Linked DNA regions of Oryctolagus cuniculus: region 2 is linked to region 1. Evidence: chromatin contacts called from public Hi-C data. All regions are on one chromosome and are shown on one strand. Each heading gives the region's core, a stretch centred on a gene start, on an enhancer-like site or on the middle of the called end of the contact. The rest is flanking DNA. Distances are from core to core; before and after follow the strand shown.

The links. Hi-C and Micro-C count contacts between places; a contact is called where the count stands out from the background.
Region 2: a Hi-C map of an unstated tissue shows a contact between it and region 1, with 1.9 times the contacts expected there. The contact joins the enhancer-like site here to the promoter of GLCE in region 1. A contact is called at or near these places in 2 of 6 Hi-C or Micro-C datasets (skin fibroblasts and an unstated tissue).

Annotation. Positions count from the first base shown.
Region 1 is chr12:91,871,076-91,873,621 of mOryCun1.1, forward strand. It overlaps GLCE (glucuronic acid epimerase), which reads left to right and starts at 1,281. Exons shown (of 5, transcript XR_011380949.1): 1 at 1,281-1,412. LOC127488257 (translation initiation factor IF-2) reads right to left here. Exons shown (of 3, transcript XM_070054854.1): 2 at 994-2,134; 3 at 54-756. The coding sequence ends at 1,026.
Region 2 is chr12:91,963,229-91,965,774 of mOryCun1.1, forward strand. The region is part of intron 3 of GLCE (glucuronic acid epimerase); the gene reads left to right. Among named protein-coding and RNA genes, the nearest start is that of PAQR5, 34 kb to the right of the region's middle. Within about 2 kb of position 1,268, at least 1 of the 8 cell types and tissues checked has an H3K27ac peak or open chromatin away from gene starts, as enhancers often do.

The sequences.
Region 1 (2,546 bases), core at 31-2,530:
GGGTGGGGGTGGGATGGTCAGCATTGCCGATAGGCTGCAGACTGGTCCTTGGGGAAAGTGCCCCCCACACAGACCACCCTTCCATTGGGAAAGAACTCTTTTGTTAGCAGCGAGAGGGCAGATTGGTGGAAAAACAAGACGAGCAAGCGGAGACGACAAATACTCTGTTTCTCGGGGAGTATGTTTTGGGGGGGTCTCAGAGGCAGGCTGGTTTTGCTCTGTTCAGAGGGTGGGGTAGGTTGTGTTTGTGAGACAGAAGAGTTAGAGCCGGCCAGAGAAAGCTGATGAAACAAAGTCTGGGCATGGCCGCCATCCAGTGCACAGGTGCAAGGGTTAACCTTGGCGAGGAGAAAGGGGGCTTTTTGCCATGAACAGGGAGTAAGGAGGTGGGTGAGGGCTGCAGGAGAGGCATAATAATAGACTGCTGTCATTACAGAGAGGGCGGGAAAGCCAGACTTTCTGGGGCAAGTCCAGATTCTGTCTATTTAAATATCACAGTCTTCATTCATTCCTTTCGCCTTTATTCCGTGCCCTGCGCGCGCCAAACGCTCCTGAGCACTGGGTCCTACCAAGATGGGACTTTGCATGGGATCCGGGAATTTGCTATGCCGTGGACTCCAGCGACATTTACTTTTGACTGGAGCCGGACGGCTTTTCGGTATGAGAAATACACGCACGCATCAGAAGAGAGTCCTTTGTCAGACCAGATGTCCTGGGCTGGGGTTGGGAAAACATGGGCTTCTTAACAATGGCGCCCTGTTTGAGGTGGAGAGAGAGAGGCCGAGATGAGGGAGAGGGAGGGGCTGCGCTGAACCCCGGCTTCTCCGACACCGACGCTGGGAGGAGCCCCCGGGCCCCGCAGGACGCGCTGTAACCAGGGGCAACAGCGCCTCAGTCCGCAAAGGTGAGGCCCCCGGCTTCTCCCCGAACCCAGGTGTCCCTACGGCGGCCGAGCAGGAGCCGGCGCGAGCCAAGCCACGTCATCCAAGCTACCTTGCGGCGCTCGCCCACGGCCTTCCACTACTTCAGGTCACTTCTACCTTTGCCCGTAGTTTATTGATGGAGGGCGGGGAAGGGGCGGAACGAATCACCTTTCCTCTTTTGCGATTGGTTACAGTCGGCCTCGAGTCCCGCCCCCCGCGCCGCCGCCAACAGGCCGCCAGGGCCGTCACTCCCGCAGCCGCCGCGGCCGCCCCTCGCGCGGCCCCGCCCCCTCGCCGTGGCTGGGATCTCGCGGGAAGAGCGGCGGGCACGGCGGTGGCTCGGGCTGCCGGCTGCGCGCGCGGAGCGGTAGGGTTCTCCTCACACAGGCGCTTCCTCGCGAAGGGGTTGGAGCTGCGGCGCCGCAGGCCTGGGCCGCCGCTTCTCTGCCTCAGGGCTCCCCGGTCCGCTCGCCCTCCGACGCTGCCCAGGTGAGGAAACCCGCGGCGCGTCTCTGCGGAGAAGCGGTCGGGGAGCAGCCAGCCAGGCGGGCTCCGGACGGGGGCGGCTCCGGGGACTGCGCGGCGCTGTCTGGTGGGCGCGAAGCTTGGCGGAGCTCGGGAGTGCGGGGGGCGAGGAGGCGGTGCGGTGGGAGCCGGGTGCTGGCGCCGAAGGGCAGTGTAGCGGCCACCAGGGCGGTTTACTGGGGCTCTTGAGGTTCTTCCGGCATCGAGTGTGGGTGGGTGGGTGGCGGCAAAGAGGGTCCCGGGTCTTCGGAGTCGAGGAAGATTGATGGGGTTTTGAGGTTCCTTGTGCTGGTGTAGCCGGATTCCGGAACAAGGGGTCCATTTTTCGGGGTCCCGGGCTGTTTGAGGTGGGGGGCAGAAGAGGCAGTTTAGCAAGGTCCCGTGTCCCTGGGGGTGGGGTGGGGGACAGATCAGAGGGGTCCCTGGCGTCCTTTGAGCCGGGGTGGGCGTCCGTTTCGCATTCCTGGGCTGAGGAAGCGGTGTATCCGGGTTCCGGGGACAGACCAGGGGTGAGAGTGCGAGGTGCGGGGTCTGCGCGGGCAGGGGCCGCCTAGGTGGGCTGCTGGTGCTGGGGGTCTTTCCCGGGTGTCTGCTCTGCCCAGAGGGGGGCGTAACTCGGCCCGGTCTCCCGTGTTTGGCGGGGCGAGTTAGCGGGCTCCCGGGCGGCCACTGGAGGTGGGTGACGGCTCAGCGGGGCGCTGGGCGGGCTGGGGCGGGAAGGGGCGCTCGCATCAGGGCATCCTGGAACGGCTTGGGCCGGTCTCGTTCTGTCTGGAAGGGCTTCCTTTAGTGCTCGCTTGGAGGGTCTATCCGTGTTGTTGCCTAGTTGGAGGAACAGTGGGTTTGTTCTGCAGTTTTCTCTGCCCCGGGATCCCTGTGGGGGCGCGCTGGGCTCGCTGGGCTCGCTGGAGCGCCGGGGACTGGAGGGTGGCGGCGCCAGAGGTGGGCACCTGGGTCTGTAGGTTGTTTAGGGAGGCGGTGTCCGCGGGGTGCGCGTGGGTCCAGCTCCTCTGCAGCTGGGGGTGGGGACAGTGCGTGGTTCTGACTTCGCTTCCTGGGTGGTCTGCTTTGCCGATACCGCATTGTGAGCCCTGCCGT
Region 2 (2,546 bases), core at 18-2,517, 92 kb after region 1:
AGACTTAGAGAGAGAGATCCTCAGTCCTCTGGTTCACTCCCCAAATAGCCATGACAGTCAAAGCCAGGAGCCTGGAATTCCATCCAGGCTTCCCACATGGGTGTAGAGGCCCAAGGACTTGAGCCACCTTTTGCTGCTTTCCCAGGTGCATTAGGGATACTGGATCAGAAGTGGAGATGTCAATGTTGCAGGGAGCGGCTTAACCCTCTGTGCCAGAGTGATGGTGACCCATTCAGTGTTCCAACAGGGATGAGGTGATAGACCACATGGCTTTCATTTGCATCTCCTTGATGATGAGTGGTCCTGAGCACCTTTCTGTGTAGCTTTAAAAAAAAATTATTTTATTTATTTGAAAGACAGAGTTACAGAGAGAGGTAGAGACAGAGAGAGAGGTCTTCCATCTGCTGGTTCACTCCCCCAGATGGCTGCAACGGCCAGAGCTGCGCCAATCTGAAGCCAGGAGCCAGGAGCTTCTTCTGGGTTTCCCACATGGGTGCAGGTGCCCAAGGACTTGGGCAACCTTCTGCTATCCCAGGCCATAGCAGAGAGCTGGATCAGAAGAAGAGTAGCAGGGACTAGAACCAGCACCCATATGGGATGCCAGGGCATTAACCCGCCGTGCCACAGCGCCAGCCATCTGTATATCTTTTGACCAGTGGTGCCATGTAGAAAAATCTATTGAGAGCCTTTGTCCATTTTTTAATTTTATTATTTGATTTTTTTTTTGCTATTATGAATTCTTGATATATTTTGGGTATTAACTCCTTATCAGATACATGGTTTGCAAATATTTTCTCATGTTCTGTAGGTTGCCTTTTCATTTTGTTGATTGTTTCATTAGTGGTGCAGACGCTTTTTAGTGTGGTGTCACCTCTCCCCACCTTTGTTATTCTTTGCTTTTGTTGCCTGTGCTTTTTGGTATCCTATCCAAAAAATCATTGTCAAGACCAGTGTCAATACTGACCTAAAATATTTATCATGCTTTGTTGCCTACAGCACATGGACATGTACCACAGATACCAAAAACAAGCAGTTGTGGTGACTCCTTGGATTAATTGCGCAGAGAGAGTAGTGGTCTTGGATTTAAACAGCAGAAAAGTTGCAACTTTCTACTAGTCAGTTGGAAGCCGAATGCTCAGGCAGCTCACTGCTTGCAGTGGAGCTCAGAACATGGGTAACTTGCTCTCGTTCAGATCTTCCTGAAAGGTGTAAGCAGGCAGGGTGGCCTCTTCCGCCTGTCTGTGAAATTAGAAGACCTGTCTCATAAGACTGCTGGGAGGATTAGGATTGGTAGCTGGCTATCACTTCTCTGACTCGGTAACCCCCTCTGCTGGTGTGAATGTTTTACGAAAACCACCAGTGGATTTTTTTTTAAAGGTTACATCCTATAACATCATTTATTTTTGAGTTATTGGTGCTGATCTATTGTATTAAGACAAAAGTGATTGATTGAACCATATCATTCATTAAATTTGTAGAAAGTAAAAATTAGAATGGAATTATGGGAGGAAATAGGTGTGCCTTCAGCCTTCTCCCAGTTGGACTTCTGAAGATGGGTCATTGTTATCTAGTTTGGCCCGAATAAATGTCATAGTTAATACAGTTGTCCGATGAATGAGACATCGCCCTAGAATGGGGAAATAAGTAACACCAGGGCAGTCTGCTTTGCGCACTGTGACTTCATCTTGAGTGATTCGTGTGCCAGCTCAGAGTCCTTCAGTGTCTCGGGGACGTGGCACTGAGCTGCAGATTCATTGCGCTACAGATGCAGAAAATGCTAGTTCAGAGGAAGGGCATGCTGACATTTTGCCAGATAAAATGGATTTTTGCTGTATCAGAAGTTTACTTCTGATACTCATTTTTTAAAAGTCACTCAAAGCATTAGTTGATGTTCTCATTCTTGATACAACTTCCATAATTGTCTGGTCCATCAAATGAATTGATTAAGAACCTTGTGCCAAATCTGCCTATACTGGTGGAGTCCTGTGTAGCAGAAGTTAAATGATGAACTCAACAAGCTGTTGCTCTCCAGGCTGGTCACATCCTGTAGCCATCGCAAGTTCACATTTCTCATCTTGGCTTCTGGCGACACACAGATTTCCTTAAGTTCTCCATAGCAGATTGAGTTCTGTGCCTGTGCCACTGATGATTCTCACGAGGATGTCATTTCCAGGATCGTCTGTCTTTGTCAGTCTTTGAATTGTGATCCAGGAAACCTGAATTCTGGTTCTCGCTTAGCAATAATTAGCTTTTGGCCTTGGGCAAACCATTTAACCTTGCAAAGCTTGTGTTCCTTCATCTCTAAAAAAGGGCATAATAGTTTCTGCCCCGTGAACCTCAGAAGATTATCATGAGATGGTACATAGGATTTGAGTTAGAAAGTGTTGTATAAAAATTATGCCTTCTTATTAATATGTTCGGTTTCTTTTCTTGGTAGACGATGAACAATATTCAGAAAATCATCTTTCTTGTAATTAGTAATTATTGTATGCAGTAGAAATTTCCTATTACTTTTGTCAGATAAAATAGCTCTTACTGTTTGATTA